Linked DNA regions of Pan troglodytes: region 1 is linked to region 2. A link is a contact called in public Hi-C data. All regions are on one chromosome and are shown on one strand. The core of a region is the stretch at or near the end of the contact, and the rest is flanking DNA. Distances in the headings are between cores, read along the strand shown. Region 1 has its middle 570 kb from the start of ZNF462. Region 2 holds the start of ZNF462 (zinc finger protein 462).

The links. Hi-C and Micro-C count contacts between places; a contact is called where the count stands out from the background.
Region 1: a contact with region 2 is called in a Hi-C map of stem cell-derived neural progenitor cells, with 7 times the contacts expected there. The contact joins the enhancer-like site here to the promoter of ZNF462 in region 2. A contact is called at or near these places in 1 of 7 Hi-C or Micro-C datasets (stem cell-derived neural progenitor cells) and 1 of 1 datasets of contacts at active chromatin or transcription factors (stem cell-derived excitatory neurons).

The regions. Positions count from the first base shown.
Region 1 is chr11:32,162,739-32,168,976 of NHGRI_mPanTro3-v2.0_pri, forward strand. No RefSeq gene overlaps it. Among named protein-coding and RNA genes, the nearest start is that of ZNF462, 570 kb to the left of the region's middle. Within about 2 kb of position 2,218, at least 9 of the 24 cell types and tissues checked have an H3K27ac peak or open chromatin away from gene starts, as enhancers often do. A contact at or near this core is called in stem cell-derived neural progenitor cells, where this site is marked.
Region 2 is chr11:31,589,256-31,595,525 of NHGRI_mPanTro3-v2.0_pri, forward strand. ZNF462 (zinc finger protein 462) reads right to left here and starts at 3,397. Exons shown (of 13, transcript XM_016961387.4): 1 at 3,342-3,397. LOC104007972 reads left to right here and starts at 3,035. Exons shown (of 1, transcript XM_054658935.2): 1 at 3,035-6,270. The coding sequence starts at 3,035. The coding sequence ends at 3,610.

The DNA of each region.
Region 1 (6,238 bases), core at 968-3,467, 570 kb after region 2:
AAAGATCACCATATCTTTTTTAATTGCTCAAACATTTTCTTTTTTTATTGACCTATGTAAGAATCAAAAGCTTCTTCAAGTGTTGTAAAGCTTTTGGAAGTCAAGCTATTGGCTCGGCCACCTGCCAGCCATGGCTCTCCACACTCCTCAAACATGGCTGACAGTGCCACAGCCATCTAATCCACAGCCTCTCTCAGCTGTCAAGCAGTCCTGACATTCCATCTGGACAGAGGGCTCCATCTCCTTTACAGAAAGGTAACACTCCCTGGGAATCATGTTGCCTTGGATTTCCATATCCTCCCCTTCATGTTAGTTCTTCTCTTTCTTGCCTGTTTTTTTGCTGATCTGAGGAGAAGTTGAAAGAGGCATTTTATAATTTATTCAGTTGACAATGGACACCTTGCTCTTTAAGAAAAAACAAACAAAAGGCTGAGGCAAGAGAATCACTTGAACCCAGGAGGCTGAGGTTGCAGTGAGCCAAGATCGTGCCATTTTACTCCAGCCTGGGCAACGGAGTGAGGCTACGTCTCAAAACAAACAAAGAGAAGAATAAATGGCACCAAATGTAATGTAAGGCCCATCAACTCATGGAGCCTAGAGGAACTTATGTGAGTGAGAAGATAGAAAGGGAAACATATTTTTATAGAGAGTACTTTTATTTGCAGGAAGTTCCCTCTATAGTTGGTGAACCTGTCAACGTAACAAGAAGGGTGGAGGTTGTCCCTCTCAAGATGATCTGAGGGACAATGGTGAGCAACCAGGTAGCTGACGCAGTATGAGGAGACTGTCTTCCATGCCACTGCCTCCTCAGAAGAGTCTGCCCAGTTCATCTGTCAGTTCAGCAGCGGCGCTGTCTGTGATGGTTAGACACCTGGCGGTAAGTCAATACGTTCCCCTTGAGACAAGGAAAATTCCGCAGGTCAGACTTGCTAAGCAAGTAGACTACAAAAAGCACTGACTGTATACAAATGCTGTAGTAAATTAAGATAATGACATTGGCTGTTTATGGTAGATAAAACATAAATCTGTAATAGAAGCATCTAGGAGATCCCAGCACCCAGTGTATCAACATCAGAAAGAGCAGTTATGATTGCTGTCAAGGAAAAAAAAAAAAAATCCAGGGCCTCACTAACATTTAGAGATATAAAGCTTTCATATCCTTCAGCCTTCTTTCCTTTGTGATTTCCACAGGATTTTCATTTCCAGAGATATTATACTACTTGCTTTCAAAGGAATTCAATATTTTCATTCAGAAAAGTAATTTCACAGGAAAGTAACACAGAGTGATGTCCTGGGTATTCATTTTCAGAGCCAATCTTACAAAGTCAATTTGTGCTGCAAGGAGCTGGGGCGACATGAAAAGGTACAGATCCTGTGTATTTGGGTTTCTTCTTTCCCATTCCCCACTTTCAGGATGCTTGGACACCCCGTAAGCATTTGAAAAGAATTATCTGGCGTTAAAAACAAAACACGCTGCCAACTCCCTTAATAACATCACCCGGTATAAACCAAAGACATGGCTCCTGAGCCCGGGACTAGATTGTGGCTTCATCCCTTCTGCCCTGTAGTAAAAGTCCTATTGCTGTAACCATCACAATCACTCCGTTTATTTTCTGCACGTTGTTTGAGAAATTGGAGGAGAAAGCAGCAAGTCTAAGGTGAAAGATGAGGAGATGAGTTACTTGCTTAGGTACTTCTGTGCAGATAAAAAGCTAATCCTGATAAAAACCAAAGCTGAAATCCTTCCAACCCACATAAAGTCAAGGTCAGACAACATTAACCAATCAAGTCGGACGCTGACCGATTTTTTGTAGTGAACCAAAGACCGACAGGGAGACAGAGGTAGCCAGAGAAAGGATGCGAGGGGAAAGGAGTGGAGAAAGAAAGACGAAAGCACCCAGATAGAGATGCACAGATGGACTGACAGAGCGAAGGAGAGACAGAGATGGGGGTGCTGGGAAGAAGTAGCTCCTTTTTCTATTCCTGTTTCTCGACAAATTTCAGGATCAAAAGGCATAAAAAATCTTCAAGTTTTTCATCAGGCATTTGGGGTGACTGAAGAACAAGGTCCAGCTGCCAATGGGTGTTTTCCCTAGGGTTTCTGAATCAGCCACATGCCCTAACCTTGAGGACAACATTGTTTATTCCTGGTGGAAAGATAAGCCAGCCAGCCCCGGCCCCACCCCCCAAGCAAAGCAGAGTGGGCATTGCCGGTGAACAAAGAAAGAGTGCTGTACAGCAACAAGCATTTGGTTTTGATTAGAGGATATTCAGGGACTGTGCAAGTTCTATTAAAATAAGCACAAAACCATTTTAAAGGGCTTTTTCTTTTCTTTCTCTTTCCCCCCTCGGTTTATATTGTTAATCTTTCTTCCTGGACGGCTCCTCACAAATGCCTTTTGTTTTCTTGTGTGATTCTACGTGCCAGGACTCTAAGAAGGGAAGGCAAGGTCCTGTTCTGGCATGCTTTCAAGTCTCTTCCATAGGAGATGAAGGCTTGTTGCTGTGCCTTCAAGGGTATAAATTTAGAGGCCGCCAAACCGTCCGGAGGTAATTCAAATGCTGGTAAATGTTGGAATCCACCCTGGCCCCTGCTCATGTGAATACCCTGGCACTAACCCCACTCAGAGGAAACGAAACCAATTTGGGAAAGCGAAGAGAGAATAAACATGCAATTAAAATGGCCACTTCTCCTGGTTTCTTCCTTTAGTTCTTTTTTTAACACTGCATCCCATTCTATAATCTGATGATGAAATGGGCCTGGTTAATTATAACAACATACAAAAGATCGCTGTCTTTTCCCCACAGTGACTATGCTAGCTTTGAATTTTTTTTTTTTTTTTTTTTTTTTTTTTTTTTTTGGTGAGGGGTATGAGCAAGGGGGAGAGAGGTGGATAAACTTCAAGTAAAGCCGTCATTTTGGAAGAGCCACTATTTTTATACTGTTTGCAAACCCTTCACCAGAGTGAACATTACAGAAACGGCACTTCCCTTTCCATTTATCTATCTTCCTCCTTTATACATAGATAGACAAATAAAAATGAATCTTTCCAGAGGCAGCATGCATGCCACTTCTATATATTCTTCAGATGGCTTATTTTTATTCAGCTTAAAGCATAACCTATCATTTTTATTCAAGATTCCATCCAGCCTCTCTCTCTCTCTCCAAGCAAGTCTTCAAGAAGCCCTGCTGCCCTGCTTTGTTCCAGAGACTCTGCTAAAGGCCAAAAGATGGAGATAGCACACCCATCTGGTTTGTTTTCACATCCTCAGAGAAGGGGTTGAGAGAGCCCCCTCCAGTGGAAGGAACAAGGTGGTTGGGAATCAGCATTACCAATCTTCTCTTTGTTTGTTTGTGATTAGCTTCTTGTGCTCATCTCAGAAAGACTCTCAATATCCATGGGGAAATAATACCACAAAAGGAAGCTCACCCAGCAAATGGGAGAATGGTTGTCAGTGCTTTGAAATCCTTACACTGAAAGATTCCATTTTGGTGTCAAAAAAAAATAAGCATCTCACTTCTCCCTTCATCCTTTTTTCCTATTCCCCTTTCCCCCTCTACTTAATTCTACACAGTGTGTGAATTTTATATGCATCAACCTGAAAGCATCTGCTAGAAGATAACAGCCAACCTGTATATGAAATAGGAATAGATTCCATGTCAGAGCAAAATTAAGACCTTGACGCCTCATCGTTTTCATAATCTTAACATCATGTTTGGTGAATAAATACCACAGGAATACGAAATAGCAGTTGAGAAAAAAAATGAATATTGAAATTTTTAAAATGGCCAGTGTCCAAAATAGTAATATTCACAGGGAAGTGTTTTGACATCTGAGATCACCTCCATTTTCTTTAGAGCTGAGCATGCTTGATTTGGTAGGACTGATTTGAACAGACACATTATTACAATGGATTTCAAATGGCTCTCCTCTTTTTTACCCCCTCAATTTCTACAATTACCCATCACTCCAATTTCAGAAGAAAAGCTTAAAGCACAAAATTTAAAGTCAGATGATCTGGGGCTAGAATCCTTGTTTTGTCACTCTCCAAATGAGTAGATTTGGGAACCTGAATTAATCTTTCTGAGCTTCGGTTGACAGCTATAAAGTTGGGGGAAACTAACAGACCCATTCTTACAGAGTAGTAGTCAGTGTTTAATAATAATATACATTTTTAGATGACTTATAAAGTCATGATAATTATTATAGCTAATACTGCATACTTAAAAATGTATCACTCATAGTTTTGACAGTTTCACACATATTAGCTTATTCACTATGAGATAGGGTTATTGGGAAAATTAGATAAGCTAATTCATGTAAATGAAGTAATACATTTAGGCCTAGCACATGGTAATGGAATTATTATTAGGCCTTTTACACAGATGAGGAAACTGAGGCAAAGGGAGGTTAAGTGACTTACTCAATATTTCAGATTTAGGAAACAGAAGAACCAATATTCTAACAGACCAGGCTGGCCCCAAAGCCTATAATTTTAATCACTGTACTATATGTTCAAGCTCTTTGAGCTCTTTATAAAGTATAAAATATAATATATAAATATATTTTATACATGTGTATGCAAACACACACACAGTTAATTTCCCATATTAAAACATAAAATACTCAGATTAAGTTTCCACCACCCAGTCCAACCCCACAAGTAAGGAATGAACATTGCAACTGGGGACTGGCCTGATTTATATTCTGAAATCTTCATATTCTCATCTCAGTACCCTTCCTGCACATATTTTCCTTTCTGGCTGATGGGGGTTATTCAGCTGGGCTTTGTGTGAGTTACAAAGCTGCAACAATTACATGAGGGAGTCCAGGAGCATGTTAACCACAAAAAAAAAAAAACAGTTGTCATAAACACTGTGCATCTTATGCAGTGCTTCAGTCTTTACGTAAGATTAATTAAAGAGCAGATGTTCCGTCATACCCTGCGTTAGGTATGGTTATCTTTGAGATTCCAGCTTCTCCATTTGCTGGGTTTTAATTTGCATCATTATGCATTTTGAGCCTGGGGCACGAGTAGTCAAGTGGTAAACATTAGCTATACTGCACTGTATTTCCAAATGCACCTTCATTATTAGGCTGACTAATAGAATTCAATTCTATTTTCAGCCGAATCCTCTCAATTTTCATTTGCTTTTGACATGTTACATGGCAGAAGGAAAGAGAAGGGAAAATGAAGGAGACAGAGGCAGCTACAGCACTCTTTGTGCATAGGCCTCCCATCAGCAAGAGAGCCCCCTCCTGATGGGTTTTGACCATGCACCAGCATCGCCTTCCTTTTCCACATAGCTGCGACAATCCTAAAATTTATCCTCTCATCCTCATGTTAGAGGTTGACACTCCAAATAGGGCAAGATGTCTTTGCTTTTGTTGTTAAAAATTGGAGGCACCTAAGTGTATTCTGATTTTCTAAAGGCAACTACTGAAAATTGATGTCAGAAAACTTTTCAGGCCATGATCAAAGTCTGATATGAATTAATTTGTCATTATAACACAGCCCCACTTGCCAGGCATTTCAGGCCAGGACTTGGGAGAGGCAGCAGATATCTGGGTTGACAATTTCATTTAAAGGACAGAAAGCTTTCTGCTTTCTTTTCATTGGTATCTTGATTTAATGAACACACAAACAGACCATCGCCATATGCTCCAAATACCAGCTTGCTGTTCTTCAAGAAGCAGCTTGGGAAAATGCCAAGGCAAGAAGCTTGGAAGAAACTTGAAAAGGCTTCAAGACATATCTTTGTAGCCTGGGATAGCAAATGCACCAGTGATTAATTACGCTGGGGTTGGACGTGAATAGGAATGTCAATAAGGCGTTCATAGCACTGCAACAGTGGGCATGTTGGCCTGATAATAGAATCCTTTCTGTTTTCATTTCCTGAGTTTCCTTTCTGTTGGTAACACATTCACATTCGGGTCAGAGATATAAGATGGCAATGTCATGCTGCTGCTCATTATAGAATCATTAGATCAGGTGCAACCACAACCAAGGAGGAGGTGTCCCTAGGAAACAGGAACTCCAGAATTTGTGCCAGAGAACTCTTATCTGAAGAGAAATCCATAACTGTCTCTTGTTGCAGAAATCCTCCACTATCTCACCGACTGATACTCAAGAGCAGTAAGGGGTAAGGGGGTGGCTTTCCTCTGTTGACAACATCTCATGTAGAATCTCCCCAGATGACTTTGAAAAATGACTCCCCTCCTTCAGAATCCAGAGT
Region 2 (6,270 bases), core at 2,147-4,646:
CCTCTTCCTCCTCCCCCTCCTGCTCTCCCTCCTCCCCCTCCTCCTCTTCTCTCTCGCTTCTTCTCCTCTTCCAACAGCCAGTCCATGCAGGGGACTTCCTCTCCTCCCCGCTCCTCCAACCTTCCTTGGCCGAATGAATGAGCGCGTTTGTGCCTCCACCACCCCGCGCTCTCTTCCCCGGAGCACTCGGACCACCCCGAGGTGGTTGTTAATTGCAGTAACTTACAGAAGAAGCGTCCCGGCGCCGGGAGGTGCTTCGGGTTCTCCAGCCCCACCGCCTCCTTATCCTCTTTCTCTTTCTCCTCTTCCTGCTCGGGTTATTGTTGTGGAAGTTGTTTGGGAGTCTCATGTGCTTCTGCCGGGTCTCAGCAATGGAGGATCGCCATCTTCCCTGCCTTCCTCGGCTCCTCAGACTCGCTGCAGCTGCAGATGACCTGAGATATCCGTCTCTCTCCCTCTCTCTCTCTCTCCCTCCCTCCCTCTCCCTCTCACTCTCTCTCTCCCCTCTCTCTCCTCTTCTCTCTCCTCTCCTCCCTCTCCCTCGCGCGCTCTCTCTCTCTCCCTCCCTCTGTGTCTCTCTCTGAATAATGAGCAACCAGGGGGAGAGAGAAAGCAAGACAGAAAGAGAGAAGGAAGACAATCTTCTCCTGCCACACAAAACGCCGGAGCACCAGGGGGTGCGCGAAGCCTTTCTAATAACAACAACAACGTGCAGCAGAGAGGAAGAAAAAAAAGAAAGAAAGAAAGAAATGAGGAAAAAGGCTAGGGGAAAAAAGAGGAAGAATTATCCAAGAGCTCGAGAAGAGCAGAAGGAGAAGCTGGAGGAGATGCTGAGGCTGCTGCTGCTGTTCCCCCTCCCCCCTGCTGAACCCCAGAAGGAGGCAAGGTGGTTGCAAAGTTAAGGCTGGGACATTGTCTTTGTCACTCAGAGCCAGGCCAGTGAGATGCAAGAGGAGGAGGTGGCGGCGGCAGAGGAGGAGGAGGTGGTGGTGGAGGAGGGGGAGGAAGAGGAGGAGAAGGAGGCAAAGGAGAAGGAGAAGGGGAAGAGGGAGATGAGATGAATAAAGACCTGCGGAGAAGGCGGTGCGAGGAGCGCGGCCGCCGGGCCGAGACGTGCGCGCTCGCGTCCCGGTGGCGCCCGGCAGCCCTGGCCCGCAGAGGAAGCCCCCGGTGAGGACCCTGCCCGGCAGCTCATAGCGCTCCCACCGTCAGCCCTGCCCGAGGCGCCGAGCCCGAGCCCCAGAGGGTCCCTTACTTGCATCCATCTAGAGGCCAACCTTTGCAAAGAACATACGTGGGGAACTGGAGGTTGCAAGTCTAAACCGAGATCAACCACGTGGGGCTTTTTAATCCCTTTCCAGCTTGCGGTGTGAGTATTTCCAGTGAAAAGCTCAAATTGTCCATTACTGGCACGTATTTTGAAGTCTTCTCTCCTGAAATAAAGGCTCATTGTGCGTTTTATTTCTTTCCTGATATGGAAGGTGGGGGGTGGAGGAGGAAAAGAGCCCATCATTCCGAGCTTCGGAACCACCACTTTCTTTTCCTAACTTGTGAAATGTTTTGACTGCGCACCAAAAGAAAAAAAGAAAGCCTGCTTAAATAACTTTACACCCTCCAGCCCCGCGTTGTTTGCACTTTCTGGCTGATCATCTAAAGGCTCGGAAAGTAACAATCAGCGCTCTTAATGATAAGGTGTCATGGTGTTGAAGACACGCGAGCCAAGATGAAGCTTTCACACCTTGAATTTTTATTTAGTGTAATCTCTCCCATATCATTCTGAACTATCTCTTTTGCAAAGGAGTGGTTCCCCCCCTCCACCACCAGGTCGAAAGTCTCCTACGGTTTTAATTGGACTGGGAGCGGTGGGGGTTGGGGGTGGGGGTTCTACAGTATCAAAAAAATCAATGCAGCAAGTGAGGAGCAATTGAAGTTCAAGGGCATGGGCTGATTGTACCATTTCTATTTCTCGGATCTTGGAGTTGGACATCAACAGCCTCAGGAGAAACGCGCAGCGCGCGGGGCAGAGACCTTAATTAAAGTTTCTTTTGTCCGCGTCTGAATTGGGGATGTTGCTGGATTCCTTTGCATTGAGGAGCGCGCATCCGGTGAAGGCGCGGTGTTAAGGATCCTGGGCAAGTCTGTCCTCTTTAAATACTCGCCCTTTCTCCTCCCTCCCCCCAAGCAACAGTCCGAGAAGATATATACCTATAAATCCATACAATAAAGGAAGAGGAGGAGACGCGCGCGGAGTTGGTTCCCATCCGATAGCGGGGCTTCATAAACAGATCTAAATCCTCATTTTCCAAGATTTTCCCGACCCTATATTCCTGAGCAGAATCTCTCACCCCGAGGCACGATTTCACCCACTTCCAGTCAACACTTCCTGCCCTTTTCTCCTCCCACTCACATTGAAAAGCTCGGGATCCCTAAAAGGGTGTTGATGGCGGGGGTGATAAATAAATAAATAAATGACACTCTACGCGTGCGGTGGAGAAGAAAGGAGGGGGAGGGAGAGGAAAGGCGAGGAGAGGGAAGAGAAGTAAGGAGACGAGAACAAGGCGCAGAAAGGACAGAGGCGAAAGGGGAACGGGAGTCACCGAGAAGAGAAAGAAGAAAGGAGAGAGGAGGAGGACGCTGAGGCTGTTCGGGATTGAAATGATCCCGGCTTTGTGCGGCTTTGGGAGGACTCCCCCTTCCGAGTGCCCGGAGGGACCTAGGGAAGTCCTCCTGCCCCGAGCTCCTCCCCACCGGGACCCGGGGGGTGTCTGAGCGCTGGCCGCCGCCACCCCATAAATTCCTCGTGGCAACCGGAGGAAGCGCGCCAGGTCTCCGCCGTCCCTCCACTGTCCCGGCTGATAATTTACCTCTTTGTCTTTAATAAAAAGCTGACTTTTTCTGTCAAGCTCTGCACCGGGAAAATAACAATCGTATTTCAGGTTGAAAGCTCCTATTACTGCTGGGTTTTGGAGGCTGCGATAAAATCTTCATCGACGTGAAGGTACCCTCTGGGTTGGCTTGGGTCGTAAGTCCTAAGATGGGGGCCGTCCTTCCCTGGGGGCAGGGACGTAGGGAACCAGGCGGTGGGGAGGGAGAAAGGAGCGACGAGGTCAGAGGAAACCTTGGGTTTCCAAGGCTCCTGGGGCACCAAAGGGCTTCCCGCAGTCGGGGAATTGAGCCCTGGGGAGGAGCCTTTTGCGAGAACGTGAGCGCGCCGCAACACGCCTCAGACCTCGTAAACCCACTTGGCAAAGACCGGGGAAGCGGCTGGCGGACCGACTGCGGTGAACTCAAGAAATTAACCTGCGCTGCAATTAAACGGGCTGCCGCCCTTTCACACTCACCTCGAGCGACCGAGATAGAGAAAGCTCCCGAACCGGCCGCGGGGGGACCTGGCTCCACCCTCCCGTCCCGGGAGAAGAGGACAAAAAGGGGAGATGGACTTGGAGTAGCCCCGCCCTTCACAGCGCTCCAATCCTTGGAAACCAAACCTCCTCTCCAAGCCTCCACGTCTAGAAGGGACAAAGGCAGCGAGGAGATCCAGAGACCGACGGGGAGATGGTGGCTTTCAGGCTTCTGGTGTGGGTGCATGGGGGAAAGGTACAATGGTTAAGTTTCCATCCCAAATACGGCACCACACGATGGTCTTGAGAAGACACACTCGGTCTTCTGGTTTAGAAGCAAATTGACTTCCTGAAGCTGTGAAGCGAACTATCGCAAAACTCTCTTGCTTCTTGAATGTGGGGACGATACAAATTCAATTAATGATGCCATACACGTAATCTTTTCGACTTTTTAGAAGTCACAAACGCTTTAACTCTCCAATGAAAATAATTGAAAGAGGTTAAACATAAGGGGAATGGGCTTTTTTTTTTCTTGTTTTTATTTGGGACAATTTTTCAAATGATAAAACTGTATAAATAGAAGCTGGGTCAGTCAAGGAAAGCGCCGTGGCTGAAGATTTTCGTAAAAACCTTAGTAAACGTGGCATTTAAGTAACTAATTATGCTTTGCCATTAGCAGACCATTAAGATAAACAGGAGAAAGTTCACACCTCCTGCTATTTCGTTCCCTAAGAATAGTCACAAAGATAATACCAGGCTAGTTGGTGGGTTATTTTCTCCATTAGGAGGGTTAATGTTTAAATTTGTTAATTAAAATACAAAAAATTTGGTTTCCTACACAGCCAACGTTGTGAGGGAAGTCTCACGGGGACATCCTGACTCCTTGAAATTTACCTTTTGTTACTTTATCCTGTGGCATTATCCCCTGGAGTCATATAGGGTTTCAAGACTGTTAATGTTGCAGGGAATGTGAGTGAATATGTTAGAAGTCTGGACTTTCTTCTCCCTTATCATAGGTGACTGGCATACACACTCCTCATAAAGAGAAGTTATGGCTCATCAAAAGAGTGACTTTATGAGCATTAATAGAATAATAAATCTTGTACTTTTAGTTCAAGAAACAGTGAAGTCCTATAATCAGAGTGACCCACGCAAATATGATCCATTCACTTGCCCAACTCTTAACAGGATACGGATAGTCTATAAATCATTTTAGTTTTTAAAACCTTAAAAAAGGAAGGCACCCAAATCTCCCAAAGGAAGGTGTTTATGGGGGGAAAGGGACTTCTAGCAAACCTGCAGGAAGAGATCATGGAAAAACGAACAGTCGGTCCAGAAGCTGAATTAGATAGAATTTCCACCGAAACAAGAATGGATAGATGTTCTAATGTCATTGTTTCAGTATTTATGTTCTATCATTTAAAAAGAGAAAAGTCTTCCTGCTTCCTGAAAGCTATCCAAAAAAAAAAAAAATCCAGTTGATAGCCCCGTTTTCTAAATTCCAGCTGGAAAACTATTCAAGTTGATGATTTTAGCAAAAGAAAGAGTAGGTGAATACAATATGGCTTTTTAACCACATTTTACACATCTCTTTGTGGTATTTCCCTGCCTATGTGAAACTTCCTTTCTATGCAATGCAATGTAGTCTTTTTACTAGTTGAGTTTGCTTGTGATTTTTCAATGAGTTATCTATTTTGAATTCTTGTGATCTTTACTCGTTGGAAATTACTCAGTCTTCAAAAAGTTTTTCTTAAAACTTCAAATTGGATAATTATGGACCTTCCAAATATCAAAAAAGTGAAGTCACTAGCACACCTTCTTTCTAATTTCTTACAGAAAAATCAATATGTTGTCATAAACCCATATTTAAACATATATAACTAGGTAACTAGTGTCCATGCCTAGGGAAAAGTGACTAACAGAAGACAAAGGTGGATGATTCATGATTCTGAACAGCTTTCAAAGGAAGAGACACTGCAATAACTTATATTAAACTTACTCCATATGAATCTTTGTATATATGCCTTTGGATACCAAAGATGTTTCAATAGTGATATTCTAAAATTCAAAAGAAAGTCTTTCTTCCATAGGTAGTAGTTAAATTTACAGTTCTATCAAACTAGTTATTGTAATATGTAATGTGTAATTTCATTCAATCATTGAGTATTTGTTTAGCATCTGTATTATGCCATCTCAGAACTGAGTACTAGGGATACGAAGATGAATAACTGAAATGAGTCAAATTTTTGATGCATGATCAACCACTAGCTTCTATATAACATTACTTGGATATAAAACTTCAGATTTTTTACTCAAAAGCAATACCAGGATTTGGCCTATGATGAAACTATAATTAATTTGAATATTTCTGTTCTCACAATGAAGCTATTAAGGAGTAATATTTTGTCAAAATAAAATTTTTGGAGTTCGTTGTAAAGCCAATGTGTTGGCTTAACTCATAATTTAACATGAAATTCTCCCTCAAAGAGATATTTTATTTTATTTTATTTTATTTTAGATGGAGTCTTGCTCTGTCGCCCCAGCTGGAGTGCAGTGGTGCTATCTTGGCTGACTGTAACCTCTACCTCCCGGGTTCAAGGATTCTCCTGCCTCAGCCTCCCAAGTAGCTGGGACTACAGACATGCACCACCACACCCAGCTAGTTTTTGTATTTTTAGTAGAGACGGGGTTTCACTATGTTGGCCAGGCTAGTCCCAAACTCCCAACCTCAAGTGATCCGCCCACGTCAGCCTCCCAAAGTGCTAGGATTACAGGCCTGAGGCACCTCGCCTAGCCAATCTTTTTAAAAGTGCAAAATAACAACCTTAGATCAACTAGGGTTAGATTAACCAAATTCTGAAGACAAGACTCAAGTGAAAGATTGCCCATTTGTTGAAGCATCACTTCCAGCAGAAAGACCAGCATTTCC